Regions from separate parts of the Macaca mulatta genome. Here regions 2 and 3 are each linked to region 1. A link is a contact called in public Hi-C data. All regions are on one chromosome and are shown on one strand. The core of a region is the stretch at or near the end of the contact, and the rest is flanking DNA. Distances in the headings are between cores, read along the strand shown. Region 1 holds the start of FANCM (FA complementation group M). Region 2 holds the start of TOGARAM1 (TOG array regulator of axonemal microtubules 1). Region 3 holds the start of MIS18BP1 (MIS18 binding protein 1).

What was found. Hi-C and Micro-C count contacts between places; a contact is called where the count stands out from the background.
Region 2: a Hi-C map of fetal cortex germinal zone shows a contact between it and region 1, with 3 times the contacts expected there. The contact joins the promoter of TOGARAM1 here to the promoter of FANCM in region 1. A contact is called at or near these places in 5 of 14 Hi-C or Micro-C datasets (CD4 T cells, cortical neurons, fetal cortex germinal zone and 2 more).
Region 3: a Hi-C map of liver shows a contact between it and region 1, with 2.8 times the contacts expected there. The contact joins the promoter of MIS18BP1 here to the promoter of FANCM in region 1. A contact is called at or near these places in 3 of 14 Hi-C or Micro-C datasets (blood, fetal cortex germinal zone and liver).

What each region holds. Positions count from the first base shown.
Region 1 is chr7:118,470,081-118,475,181 of T2T-MMU8v2.0, forward strand. FANCM (FA complementation group M) reads left to right here and starts at 2,661. Exons shown (of 22, transcript XM_077940953.1): 1 at 2,661-3,270; 2 at 3,847-4,019. The coding sequence starts at 2,763. It overlaps FKBP3 (FKBP prolyl isomerase 3), which reads right to left and starts at 1,207. Exons shown (of 8, transcript XM_077940962.1): 1 at 167-1,207.
Region 2 is chr7:118,293,959-118,299,059 of T2T-MMU8v2.0, forward strand. TOGARAM1 (TOG array regulator of axonemal microtubules 1) reads left to right here and starts at 2,062. Exons shown (of 18, transcript XM_077940950.1): 1 at 2,062-4,339. The coding sequence starts at 2,294. It overlaps KLHL28 (kelch like family member 28), which reads right to left and starts at 1,747. Exons shown (of 5, transcript NM_001261270.1): 1 at 1,718-1,747.
Region 3 is chr7:118,607,025-118,612,125 of T2T-MMU8v2.0, forward strand. It overlaps MIS18BP1 (MIS18 binding protein 1), which reads right to left and starts at 2,415. Exons shown (of 17, transcript XM_028851531.2): 1 at 1,871-2,415.

The sequences.
Region 1 (5,101 bases), core at 1,411-3,910:
CGAGACCTTCCTGACTAACACGGTGAAACCCCGTCTCTATTAAAAATACAAAAAATTAACCTGGAGTGGTGACACGCGCCTGTAGTGCCAGCTCCTCGGGAGGCAGAGGCAGGAGAATGGTTTGAATCCGGGAGGCGGAGGTTGCAGTGAGCCGAGATCGGGACACTGCACTCCAGCCGAGGCGACAGAGACTCCGTCTCAAACAAACAAAAAACCCAGAAACAAATTTTCTAAATGAAAAGTTTAGAATTTTTAAAACTGTATAGAAAACACAAGCAGGCTGCCGCTTGTAAGAGAATGCTGCGTGCACAACTATTCCAGCAATTTAAGAGATGCCCGAATGATCTTAATTTCCAAAGGAAAAACAAGCGTGACAAAAATAACTTGACTATAGACGGATGGTTAAGATGGAGACTATGCTGACAAATGGAGAGCGTACAGTATAAAGAATTCCAAATAAATTTCTTAGTCTGTTTATAACAATGACAGACCACCGCACAAGAGAAATGTGAATGTAGCTCCCTTAAAGTATAAAGGCGAAAAGGTCATTTAAAGGGTCGATATGTTAAAACAAAACTTTAGCCACAACCTACGGATTTTTAAAAAAATCACACGCATTAATGTTCTGTATCTAGTAAATTGTTAAAAGCAAGTTGGATACACCGTTCCCACAGAAATCTTCACGTCCCTTCCCATTTCCCTAGTAGCCGGCGCCCCACTCCCAGGAGTCTCATCCACACCACTATTCCTCGGCCTCCCCGCCCTTGCCCCCAGTATCTTTGGGTTCCTATTTTTCTGGCCTCCACCCCCACTCAAGGATCCCAATGAGGTTCTAACTCTACAATTGCAGCCTGTGGGCTCCAAGAGACAAAGCTGCTCCCCTGCCCCAGCAGGGCACGCCCGAGGGGCGGGAGCGAGGCCCAAAGCACACCCTGGGCCGCTCCGGCCTTCCCGGCCACCGGCCGCGGGAAGACGAGGGCGGGGGCACAGAGGAATACGGAATGTATGGGCATCTCCAGGGGGGTGAGGCGTCCCTCAGCCGCACCAGCCCGGCCGCCCCTACGCCTCCGGTACCGAATCTGAACCGTGTTCCTGCAGAAACTTGATAATGTCCTTCTTGGGCAGCTGCTCACTGCGCAGCTGCTCCACGGTCCACGCCCGCTGTGGAACAGCCGCCGCCATCTTCCCCCGCTGCCTCCGCTTTACTGAGCCAGCCCGCCGCAGTTCGGCATCGCCCCGCCCCCTAGGGCGGGGCATGACCACTCACGGAGGTCGAGGGGCGGGCCACTGCGCTAGCAGTCGGGATTGGGGCTTGTTTTTGAGTGACGTCAAGGATGTGCTATGAGGGTTTCTTTGTTCAGTCCAGGTTAAAAAACCTCCCGCGGTCGTCTCTGCAGTAGGCTGACTTGAAGACCGCTAGCGATCTTCGATTCTGAGTTAGACCCACTGTGAAGAGACCTCTGAGGGTAGCGACATTTATCAACCATTACCCACATGTATTACCTACGGCAGCTATGCCTTTAAAGTTCAGTCTATAACCTGTTAAAAGAAAACAGCATTCAGGCTCCTTACTTCGTTTTATCTAGTTCTAGCCTAAAAATTCACACCTAAACTGCTTCAGTCCTTGTCGATCCGAAAATCCATATCCTATCATCTCCCTTTTAAAGATCACACAACTGAAACTTAAATACAAGCTGCCCATCCCCTTCCCCCCATACAAATACGAGAAAGTTTGTCCAACACGAAGTTCAGAAACTTGAATAAACAATTTATAAAGAAACTGCACTAAGGATGCCACTTGCTGATGAGAATGAGATTATTAATGCTCGTAACTCTGTGATGTATATTTTTTCTCAGTACACGAGGAAACAAATTTACAGAGGTTACTCAAAGTCAGGTTTAGAGAGAAGTCAGGAATTGTTTGATATAGAAATCTTTGTTAGAGTGGAATAATTGCACACCGACATTTATTATAATTCTATCTATAATAAAGATTTAATAGTTGAACATTAGGACTCCTTACTTAAAAAAATCTAGGCAGACTCTGGGCATGTTGCCTATGAGTTAGCTCTGCTATGCAAGGAGCATTAAAACATAAAAAATTCTGACGAATAGCTGGACCAGACCACGTTCACGTACCTTTAAACAATGAAAATATTAAAATAATGGGTTGCCACTCCTTGCACGGTGAAAAAGAGACTTGGCATTTTGTTTTCTCGGCCCAGATAGAGATATAAGACAAATTATTCCATCTACACACTTTTGCTTTTCACCTTATATTCTGATTTAAAAGTACAAGGAATGAGGCACATTAGACGCTCAATAACATTAAGTTCACAAATTGATGGGTATTCCATTGTCCCAGGGTATATATTTTATAATAAATCTCTATTATGACATTTTAAGTGATTTAATCACGTTAGCAATGACCCCCAGCCATCTAATCTTTGGAAACGGAAGTTAAATTTTGAGTTTTTTAAAACAAAACAAAACACCGGAAGCGCACAGGGGACCATATTTAGAGTAACGCCTTAATGGTGCGCATGAGTCTCCGGGAGGCCTGCACAGGTTTCCGGGAAGCCAGCCAATGATATTCCCAACGCAAACTCAGTGGCAGCATTTTCTACTGGATAAATTGGCTTTAGTCCCGCCTTCTCGTTGCAGAGTTTTGCGCGAAGGAAACCGATGGGGATCGGAACCGTAGCGGTTGAGCTGCCGCTGCTACGGATATCTGACCGAAGCCTTCGGTGGTTGTTGGCCTAATGAGCGGACGGCAAAGAACGCTTTTTCAGACGTGGGGCTCAAGTATCTCCCGATCATCTGGGGCTCCGGGTTGTAGCTCCGGAACTGAGCGACCTCAGAGCCCTGGCAGCTCCAAGGCGCCTTTGTCAGCAACAGCGGAGGCTCAGCTGGAGTCGGACGATGATGTGTTGCTTGTCGCGGCGTACGAGGCTGAGCGGCAGTTGTGTATAGAGAATGGCGGGTTCTGCACCTCCGCGGGCGCCCTGTGGATTTACCCTACCAATTGCCCAGTGCGAGACTACCAGCTGCACATCTCCCGAGCTGCTCTGTTCTGCAACACGCTGGTGTGTCTACCTACCGGACTGGGAAAGACCTTTATTGCCGCCGTGGTCATGTACAATTTCTACCGCTGGTTCCCTTCAGGAAAGGTGGTCTTCATGGCCCCAACGAAACCCTTGGTGACACAGCAGATCGAGGCTTGCTACCAGGTGATGGGTATCCCTCAATCTCACATGGCCGAAATGACAGGTATCTTAGACTGGACTAATTTTGAAGTAAGAGCTGGGTCTCCAGGGGAAAACATGCGTTTTGGTGGAAATAGAGTTAAAGGAATTCCTGACCCATGTGGAATAGTTCCCAAGCTAGAATATGTGCATCTTATGCCCTCTCTCTTAAAACATTATCTACTTGTAGCAAGCCCAACACTGATGAGTAGGGTTGCTTTATTCAATCTTCAGAGAATATCTGTAGCTTCTCATGGTATTTTGAAGCTATTATATGTGTATACCCCATGGGTAACTGAACATGGTGTTTCCTGGCATTCTTCCTGAAAAAGATTTCTCAGTTGAAGAAATTGCCTCTCTTCAAATATTATGCCATTTTGTAGGAATTTTCTAAAGATAATTTGGTTGTAGTCCTAGATAAGTGCCAGCTTTGATATTTGGACCACACCAGAACTTTAAAATGTAGCATTCCGATGAATTGTCAAATTGTTTTTCTCTTAATATTACCAAAGCATGTTTGCCTTCTGAAAAGGCCAGACTATTTATATTTTATAGATAACAGTCTGAAGTTTAGAATGTAGAATGTCACTTTTATTTTCAGGGTCTACACAAGCTTTCACCAGGAAGGAAATATGGTGCAGTAAGAGAGTCCTTTTTCTTACACCTCAGGTCATGGTAAATGACCTTTCCAGAGGAGCTTGTCCCGCTGCTGAAATAAAGTGTTTAGTTATTGATGAAGCTCATAAAGCTCTCGGAAACTATGCCTATTGCCAGGTAATAATTTTGTTAAACGGTATTTTGTAGTGTAACTGTACTGTTAAAGAGTATTTTGGCGAATAGTTACTAGTGCGATGGAAGTTATTGACAATATTATAAAAAGCCTTTACGTCTATTATCTCAGAACAGATGGTGATAAAGAATATCTGTACTTTCTGTCATCCATTCAAATTAGTGTCTCCACTGCCTTTTGCTGTTATTGTTGTTTTCTTTTTCTTTTTTAAGACTAACCAGATAATTAGTGTCAGATGTAGATCATAAGAGCCTAGTCATGGTTGGGACAGTGATCTAAAATAGGGTATGAATGGAGTTTTGAAATTAATGAAGATTGGTAGTGGATATACGATGTCTTTTCTTGGCGGCTAGGTAAAATAATGACATGATGTATGCCACATACCTAACACAGTGCCTTCCAGTTGAGTACTCCAGGAATATAAAATAAGATGAAGTAGTGGGATGTGGTTGTAAACATCATTCATATCTTTGCACTCAATGAAACTGACTCTCTGTTTCCCTCTTCTATTAAGGGGGACCTTGCCTCTTCTACTTAAGGGCCAGGTCATTAATATTTTATGCTTAACAGTTTGAAAGCCTTTGTAGGCCATAGTGGATAAAGGTGGTGGGGACTCATTAAAAAATATTTAGCTGGGATAACACTTAAGATTTGAAAGAGATTAGAGAGAAGAAGGCTAAAGACAGGGTATCTAATGAGGGGTAGAAGGGATGTAGGATGACTTCCAGATTTCTGACTTGGAAAACTGAAGACTGTGAGTTCTGAATGGAGAGCAGGTTTAGGGGAACGTGGAAAGATGGTTTAGATGTGTTGAGTTTGAGGTGTCTATGAGGAATTCAGCTGTAAATATTCATTAGGTGATATTGATAGAAGTATGGATCTTGCTGGAGAGTTCTGAGGTAGAGATACAGATTTGGAAATTATAAACATATAGATGGTAGTTAAAACTATAGTAGCTGGTGATGATAGGAGGATATTATAGAGCAAGAATAAAAGAGGGAAAAGGTAGGGAAAGTTAATTTCATTTAGGGCAAAGACATGAATTTCACTGCCAGTTTTTGAATTT
Region 2 (5,101 bases), core at 812-3,311, 180 kb before region 1:
ACCTAAAAAAACAATCAAAAGGAAGACTCATCTTGCTTTGTTCCCAGGAAAAGGGCAGGATAACTGCTTAAGTACCCACGTCTCTCATTTAAGACTTTCGAAGTCCTTTTCTGTGATTCCATGATTACCACACAACCTCTAGTTATTAACTTGGCTTCCCAAGTTCTGCGATACAAGAAAGAGCGCACTGGATTTTCAACTTGAAAATTCTGATTCAACATAAACTGGCACTGTAATGTGTACATCATTCTCTAGGTTAGTTTGAACTGGGTTCCTCAAGTCTGGGCAATACATGGGTCTACACATTTGAGCTTCTTAGGTTGGGACTATGAGAAACAGACACTTTCTCATTGACAACTGCTACAATCATTTCTTGTTTTTCACCTCCCTGTCTTTAACCTGTCCCTAAAATGAAACATGTTAGCCAAACCTAATTTAGGCAGATTCATTTAAACACGAAAATGGCTTATTAAAACCCAAGTAACAGCCTAGAATTTAAACCAAAACATAGGATGTATATTTACACAGCCTCATTTATATTGTCTATTCCCCATCCCCACCCCCCCAAAAAAACAAAACAAAACTGATATTCAAATCGTAATTTAAGGCAAAAATTCAGAAATTATTTTTGCGCTTGCAACAGCTGGGAGCATTATTTATAAAGCTGTTTAGCATATGTGACTCAATTATCCCAAGACTTTAAAAAGTATTTAAGAGAAATCCCACCTGGTACAGAGAAGGGTAGGAATACTTGCATTTGAAGTGCATAAATTTGGGTCTTCAAATGATAACTTAGACTTTTCGCACGAGTCATTCAAAAGTAATTGTATTAATACTCCTTCAAAAAAAAATCTCTCTTCCACACTCCAAAGCATTCAGGCTCACACTAGATACGCCAGCTCCTCCACTGTGTTCGTTTAAGTATCATTTATGATAAGGAGAAAATGCACACAAAATTCTCAGTTCGCCTAAAATAAATAAATGTCTACTATTATTCCTAAATCCACAGGGCAGAATTCTCTTAGAACCGTGATGCCAAGAACTTCCACCGCAAGTGAAATTGTCTTCGCAATCTCTATCTCTAGGAGACTGAAAGGCCGCAGAGATGCTTGAGGATCCTGCAGGGAGGCTAGGGCGGCAGACGGAGGGGGCGGAGGGAAGGGGAGAGTCCCACAGAGGAACTGCATTAGAAGGAAAGACTTTGATAACGTCTAAGGGAGAGGCGGTTAGCTACAGGGGGAAAAAAAAAAAAAAAAAAAGACCTATTTCCAGATTATGTACGTTGTAAAGAAAACGCAAAGTGATGAGGGTAAGGAAACGTGGTCAAAAACAAACAAACAAAAAACAAACAAACAAACAAAAATTAACCCTCTACGGCCGGAGGGTTAAGAGAAGTCGACAAAAGGAGAAAGGGGAGGAGGGCGGGGGCGAAAAAAGGCCCCAAAGACCAGGAATTGAAAAAAAGTACCCGATTTGTGAGCTTGGCCGTGGTCCGGATCTTCTGTCCTGATAAGCAGATGGCAAGAGGAAAGGATCACAGTTACTCAGGGTGGCAGAGAGTAACGCGTTTACAAGGGTAACCAGCCCTGCACAAGAAGATGTCGTCTCTCTTTCCACCTGCTCCGCTCAGTCCTTTGCCTCTTACTCTAGCACCAGTGGCATTCAGGCAAAACACTGCCAAAGTCTGCACCGCTGGAGGACAGCAAAAGGAAAATACCTGAGTCCCAGTAATCACACGGGAAGCGACAGGAGGAGGAGCCGCGGACAACTGGAGCCTGGGCTGGATCCTCACTAGCTCCGGTCAAACCCCAACTCTTACGGGTGGGGCGGGCAACTTCCGCCCAGAGCAAGGAAAGCGTCACATCCGTCTAATGTCTTCACCCCTCCTCCCTTCTCCGCTCTAGCTACGTTTGCAACGTTCTGACTTCCTCTTCCAGGAGACTTTGGCCTAGTCTCAACACCTGACGTGGACTACATAACCCAGCATTCATCACGGCAAGTGGATTTCCGGGTCAAGAGGTCCGCGCTGGGTACATCACCATGGAAGCAATCGGTTTGGTCACGTGGTGCCCTTGGTTACGCCCGGTGGCAGCTGTGGGGTCTACGGCTCAGACGGGGGCCATTTTGCCAGAGGCTGCCTCCCGGAGTTGGGGGCGGCCTGGCGGCGGGCTGAAGCTGTTCTTTTTCCTCTTCTGCAGCTTGGGGCTTGGAGAGGATCTGGAAGTCCGGGCTCCATCGAGCCCTTCGGAGACGGCAATGATTTCTTCCAACCACCGCCACCTGACGACCCTGCATGGCGGCTGCGCCCTCCGCTCTGCTTCTGCTGCCGCCCTTTCCAGTCCTCTCTGCCTATCGGCTCCAGAGCCGCAGTCGTCCTTCCGCCCCAGAGACTGATGATAGTGGAGTTGGGGGCATTATGAGAGGAGAGAAAAACTACTACTGCCGTGGAGCTGCGGGGGACCACGGTTCCTGCCCCACTACAACTTCGCCTCTGGCCTCGGCCCTCTTGATGCCCTCGGAGGCAGTCTCAAGCAGCTGGTCTGATTCTGGAGGCGGTTTGTCAGGGGGAGATGAAGAGGAGACTCGGCTCCTTCAACTCCTCCGCACCGCGCCGGATCCTTCTGAGGCCTTTCAGGCTTTGCAAGCTGCTTTGCCGCGGCGGGGCGGTCGACTTGGCTTCCCCCGACGCAAGGAAGCTTTGTATCGGGCACTGGGCCGAGTGCTTGTGGAAGGAGGTAGTGATGAGAAGCGGCTCTGCTTGCAACTTCTCTCAGACGTTCTCCGGGGTCAGGGGGAGGCAGGCCAGCTGGAAGAGGCCTTTAGCTTAGCACTTTTGCCTCAACTAGTTGTCTCGTTACGGGAAGAGAATCCAGCCCTGCGGAAAGATGCGCTGCAGATCCTGCATATATGTCTGAAACGTAGTTCTGGAGAGGTGCTGAGAACGCTTATACAGCAAGGACTGGAAAGTACCGATGCCCGACTTAGAGCGTCCACAGCACTACTGCTTCCCATCTTGCTTACTACTGAGGACTTGTTGCTTGGTCTGGATCTCACCGAGGTGATAATATCCCTAGCCCGAAAGCTTGGTGATCAGGAGACAGAAGAAGAATCTGAGACAGCTTTCTCCGCCCTTCAACAAATTGGGGAGCGACTTGGCCAAGACAGGTTTCAATCGTATATTTCTCGTCTCCCCTCTGCCCTGAGGAGACACTACAATCGCCGCCTGGAGTCCCAGTTTGGAAGTCAAGTTCCTTATTATTTGGAACTGGAAGCCTCTGGATTTCCTGAAGATCCCCTTCCATGTGCAGTGACTCTTTCCAACAGCAATCTTAAATTTGGGATTATTCCTCAGGAGCTGCATTCACGATTATTGGATCAGGAAGACTATAAGAACCGAACCCAGGCCGTCGAAGAACTAAAGCAGGTGCTGGGAAAATTTAACCCTAGTTCTACTCCTCATTCTAGTCTTGTTGGCTTCATTAGTTTGCTATATAATTTATTAGACGATTCTAACTTCAAAGTGGTTCATGGCACACTTCAAGTCCTGCATTTACTGGTTATTCGCCTTGGAGAGCAGGTACAGCAGTTCTTGGGACCAGTTATAGCAGCTTCTGTCAAAGTACTGGCAGACAACAAGTTGGTGATCAAACAAGAATACATGAAAATCTTCCTCAAGCTAATGAAGGAAGTAGGACCTCAGCAGGTGCTTTGTTTACTCCTGGAACATCTCAAACATAAGCATTCCAGAGTGAGAGAGGAGGTGGTGAACATTTGCATCTGCTCCCTGCTGACCTATCCTAGTGAGGATTTTGACTTGCCCAAACTGTCCTTTGATCTTGCCCCAGCTCTTGTAGATAGCAAACGCAGGGTACGCCAAGCAGCTTTAGAAGCTTTTGCCGTATTGGCATCATCAATGGGCTCAGGTAAAACCAGCATCCTTTTTAAAGCTGTGGATACTGTTGAACTGCAAGATAATGGAGATGGAGTGATGAATGCTGTGCAGGCCAGATTGGCTAGGAAAACCTTACCAAGGCTAACAGAGCAGGGATTTGTGGAATATGCAGTACTGATGCCATCTTCTGCCGGGGGTAGATCAAACCATTTGGCACATGGAGCAGATACGGACTGGCTTTTGGCTGGTAACAGAACTCAGAGTGCACACTGTCACTGTGGTGACCACGTAAGGGATAGCATGCAAATTTATGGATCTTACAGTCCAACTATTTGTACCCGAAGGGTATTAAGTGCAGGAAAAGGAAAAAATAAATTACCGTGGGAAAATGAGCAGCCTGGAATCATGGGAGAAAACCAGACCTCCACTTCCAAGGATGTAGAGCAGGTATGCTTCTCTAATTTTCTTGAGTCGAAAGTGTGAAGAATTTAAATGAAAATATGCCTGCGATGACTGAAGGGTGAGTCTGCTTGAGGGAAACATGTTATGCTTTGTTTTAAATCAATTTTAAATCCACTGAATGTTGATGTGGGTACTCATTATAATGGTACAGATCAAAAAGGACCATTTAATAGGCTTCCTGCTTGATAGATTTAATTAAGTTTGAGACATGTGATATAGACAATACCTAGATTCAGTTTGAGTTTGTTACTGTGGCATGTCAGTTTATCTCATCATACAACAAACATTGAATACCTAGTAGGTGCCAGATAAAGAGCTAAATTCTGGGAATGAAGATGAGGCCAGTTTCACACAGTTTAGGAAAAAGGTCAGACCTAGGAATTAGCAAGTAACAAATTCGCTAAGTGCTAAAGTAGAAATACAAAGACTGCAGGAATACTGAAGATAGAAAAAATAATTCCACTAGAAAAGTAAAAAAAAAAAAAAAAAAAAAAAAGCATCCGCAGAAGATATGACATTTGAACTGAGATTTTACCCCCGAAGCTTTTATTTAAAAAATTCCAAATCTATAGGTAAGAGTACAATGAATACCCATATACTTCATCTGTATTTACCAGATGTAACATCTTGACGTATTTCCTCCATATTTGCTGAACCATTTGAAAGTAAATTGTGGATATCTTGAGATTTCACTCCTAAATATCTCAGCATATATCTCCTAGGAATGACATTCTCCTTTATATCCAT
Region 3 (5,101 bases), core at 1,165-3,664, 140 kb after region 1:
TGTACCTTTTGTATATTTTGGTATGTTTAGATACAGAAATACTTATCATTGTGTTACAACTGCCAACAATATTCAGTAAAGTAACATGCTGTACAGGTTTGAAGCCTAGAAGCAATAGGTTATAACATATAGCCTGGGTTTTTATAAGTACACTCTATGATACTGGCACAATGACAAAAATTTCCTGAGAATGTATTTCTCAGAACATATGACAGTCAGTTACAAGTGACACATATAAACACAGAACTGAAGCTAAACAATTATGTATATGATCCTGAATATAACTCCTCCTCCTCCTCCCAAAAAGACATGGAAAGTTCTTGTAAGAATTTACTGTAGTGGTAGCAGTAATAATAACTATTACTATGGAATGGGTCAAAAATCCCAGAGCACACTAACCAAAACTGGGACATAGAATTAGGGGAAAAATAGAATTTTAAGTTAACAGGCAAATGATACACTTGAAAAAAATACTCAGCACATATGACAAAGGGTTAATTTACATAACATTCAAAGAGACCTAATAAATCAACTTTAAAAAATGTACAAAACAGAAAACGGTCACGGGACATGAAATGCAATTAATAGAATACAAAAAGGCCAACAAACGAGTCAAGTGACATCTAATTTTACTCATAAATGGAAATGCAAACTAAAACTGATTTTTTTTTCATATCACATTGGTAAAGATTAATTTCAAATGCAAGTCTGCATACTATTGACTTGGGAATTCCACTTCTAACTTGTTTTTTCCTATAGAAACATCTGCATAAGAATGCAAATATATATGTATCGTAATAGCCGTTATTTACTGAATATTTACATGCCAGTCACTATATAATCTAACAGTAACTCGAAAGAGTTAAGTACTGTTATTACTCCAAATTTGAAAAAAGAGAAATTAAGGTATAAGGTGGTTAAGTAACCTGACCAAGGTCACTCGACAGTGAGAAAGAGGATCCGATTCTACCCGACTCCATAGCTTAAGTTCTTTACCAAAAGGCAACGTAGTCTACACAGCCACTAAACAGGGAAGTTCATGCTGCAGTACCTGCAGCATAAAATGAAATTAAACAACCCAGATGTCTACCAATAAAGGACAAAATAAATTCCACCACATCCATACAATTTATGTATTCAATAAATACATATATATGTACTTACACGGAAAAGCGTCCAAGAAATATTAAATTGAAAAAGAAAGTAACAACATATAATTGCATTTGTGTAAAAAAAAAATTAAATAAATAAATAAAACACAAACAAGCATAGAGAAAAACTCTGGAAGCAGTGAACCAAATTGTAAACAGTGTTTATCTTCGAAGGGCAGGATGAAGCGGCCTACCATTTTCTTGAACTCCTGAGCTCAAAGATCACCCGCCTCGACCTCCCAAAGTGCTGGGATCACAGGCGTGAGCCACCGCGCCCGACCATTTTCTAAATAATTTTATTAACATCTAAAGCTGTTTGCAACAAGCATGCAATTTAACCAGAACAAAACATAAGCTGAATGATCAATTGCTTCTATAGCCCTGTGGGTCCTGGGGTCCCAAGGGGAAGAGTTGGGTACTGACGCATATAATTTTCCCACTTGGTATTCTAAAAAAAAAAAAAAAAAGTTATTTTAGAACAAAGACCTAGAACGCTCACCATCGAAATAAATCTGAGCAATCGTGTTCTACTCTCTTAAGTACAGTAGACACAAAATAAGTGAACATCGAGTGCGAAGCTGTAAAATCAGTACCAAAGCCAGAAATCTACAAATAAATAAATAAATAAACTGCGTGAGCCTACATGCTTAAAGGGCAGGACGCCCACCATCGGCGGGGACCCGCGGCAGGAGGCTATCGGGGGGCGCGGGAGGACGTACCTTGGGTGAAGGGCCTGGCAGGGAGAGACTGCCGCAGTCCCGGCTCGGCTCCGCGCGGAGGGAGGGACGGACGCCGCCCGGCTCGCGCCTCAGGCCCACGGTGGCCCCTGCCCGCGGCGGCCGGGCACCAAGCGACGCTTACCCCCTCCGCGAGATACTATCACACAACACTTCCGTAATTCAAATTTGAAGAGCCCGCCCTCCAGCCGGCCTAGGATTGGCACTCTCGGGAATTGCGCCACCGTGCGTCTCACAGGGACGCTAGAAAACTGCAGGCGGCCTCTGCACGCCGTGGACGGTAGTGTATCCACAAAAAGTAGGCGACCCTAAGCTGTCACAGGCAGGGGGCGAGATCCTCTAGTTTTCCTCAAAGTTCGTTTCGTCTTCGCAGGGCACCCGCCCACCCTGAATCCCGCCTTTCCTCCCGTGAAGCTCTGCCGGTGCAAAGCTGACGTCGCACGCGGTGGGCCGCGAGCGCGCTCCGGCGCTGCTGCGTCTAAGTTTGGCCCTTCCTGGCTGCCGTCCTCCCCCACTAGGCTGTGCGCAGTAGCGGCTGTTATCCGTCTCTTCCGTCTCAGGAAAACAGCGTGCTCGGTGGGTTTGAGAGAACGTCTGTTTTTCTGCCCTCCATGTTTGAGGGGGAGAAAGAACATTTTGTTCTTGAGGGGATGATGGATTGAATGTAAAGTTACGCACAAAGTGGGATGTTTAGTTTGAACCATTCCCTCAGGAAGTGTGATATTTTGGGGCGTGGGGGATAGGTTCTCGCTCTGTCGCCCAGGCCTGAGGGCAGTGGCGCAATAACGGCTCACTGCAGCCTGGAACTCCAAGGGATCTTCCCACCTCAGCCTCTGAGTAGCTGGAACTACCGTCGTGCGCGACCATGCTTGGCTAATTTTTATTTTGTAGAGAGGAGGCCTCGCCATGTTGCTCAGGCTAGTCTCCAACCCCTGGGTTCTAAGCGATCCTCCCATCTTGGCCTCCCAAAGTGCTAGGATTACAGGCAAGCAACCGCGCCGGGCCAGGAAGTGATTATTATTATTTTTAAGTCACCTCACATTCTAGAAACATTAATCTCAACAACTGTAGGTTGCTGCATGCAGCTTGTGACGGTGGCCCCCAGGCTGCGTCCCGCCTTAGACTGCACCCAGTGAATCTCCGCTCTGATACCGCGGAGTTACCGGGTGTATACTTCGCCTTGTATAGGGCACATTGGTTCAGTCTTGAAAGTAGAGAAGGGGAAGCGAGGGAATGTAAGGTGTGTTTTCAGCCCTGAACCCTGTTCAACTCCAGTCCTGCATGAAGTCTGTCCTCTTCCCCCCATCCGCATTTGTGATGAGAGCTTCTTTTTATTTTATACTTTAAGAAAATTACTCAACTTCCTAGTCACATATCACATTTCCCCATTAAGAGGCTTTACTGAAAAGGTTGTAATGGATTGATCTTTTTTTAAGTGACTTGTGCAATCCCTTCTAAATCCTGCATCTGTTGTACCCGAGTGAGTTAGAGAAACGCCACACTTTGAGACAAATTTAAGAGTCCTTTATTAGCTGGCGACCGAGAGATGGCTAACGCTCGAAATTCTCGGCCAGAGGAAGGGGGTGGGTAAGGAGTCCTTGAAACCTTGCAAATGACGGAGCCAAATGGAGTTCGTCCAGCTTTCTTAGCTAAGGGAGAGCTTATCATGTGGAAACAAGGCTAGGTGATTAAGGAAGAGTATAAAAACAGAGTAAAAAACAAGGTTAGGTATTACACATCTGAATTTTGTACACTGAATAATCAAAATCCAAAATATAAATTTAAAACATCCACATGAATGCAAGTAAGGAAAAACAACAGTTGGAGGTAGGGGGAAAGGAAGCAAACTTACCTGGATAAAATGAAGTTTCTTTCTTGTACACCATAATGAGAAAATGATTGGACATGGATTTGCACTAGTTTTGTGGGAACCGGCCTTAAAACAGGTTAAATGGCATGTGTGAAATATACTTTGATAGGGGAAGTTTGAAGGGATGGTCATTCAGATTTCAAAGCACCTGAAATTGAGGTGTAAGAGGTTTCTGTGCCTGATGAAGATGGCCATGGCTCACAAGTTTAGGCAAAATAGGAACCCTGACGTATTAAGGGCAGGCACTCAGAAATGCACACTTCTTTTTAATTGGCCACTTCTCATGTAAGAAAGAAGTAGTATGTAGTATGCCCCAATGTGAATGGCCGCAGGAATTTACATAAGATGACTAGTAATTTTCCAAACAAAACTGGATTAAACAGTTTGTGGATAACAAAGTGTGATGAGAAGGCATACAGGCCAAGGTACAGTTCATCTGTCCCTTAATGGCAACATACTGTAACTGCCCAAGGGGTTTACCTTGCCTGCTCCCTAGACAGAGTCAATTCAAGACAAGGGAATTGCAATGGAGAAAGAGTAATTGATGCAGAGCTGGCTGTGCGGGAGACTAGTGTTTTATTATTACTCAAATCAGTCTCCCCTGAGCTTTTGGGGATCAGAGTTTTTGAGGATAATTTGGTGGGGGGGAACCCAGTGAACTAGAGTGCTGATTGGTCAGGGATGAAATCATAGTGAGTAGAAACTGTCTCTTGCGCTGAGTCAGTTCCTGGTTTGGGGGGTCACAAAATCAGATGAGCCCGTTTATTGATCTGGGTGGTGCCAGCTGATCCTCTGTGTGCTGGGTCTGAAAAATATCTCAAGCACTGATCTTAGGAGCAGTTTAAGGAGGGTCAGAATCTTGTAGCCTCCAGCTGCATGACTCCTAAACCATAGTTTCTAATATTGTGGCTAATGTTAGTTCTACAAAGGCAATCTAGTCTCCAGGGAAGAAGAAGGTCTGCTTTGGGAAAGGGCTATTACCGTCTTTGTTTATAGACTACAAACTAAGTTTCCCCCAAAGTTAGTTCAACCTACACTCAGGAATGAATAAGGACAGCTTGGAGGTTAGAGGCAAGGAGGAGTCAGTTAAGTTATATTTCTTTCACTGTTTCAGCCATAATTTTGCAAAGGCAGTTTCAATGCTGCCCTGGATTGGCCCTCCTTTAAGTTTCTGTCTGCTTGGAAGGGAGACCGTATTGAGAAAATGGTTGGAAATGGATTTGCAGTTCACAGCCACCTGGGATAATCTGTCCCATCCTAGGCCTATACTTCATGGAAACACATGCAGACACCCATGTAGGGTCCAAAAAAAGGGATATAAAAGGAAGAGACAGAAAGCTTCA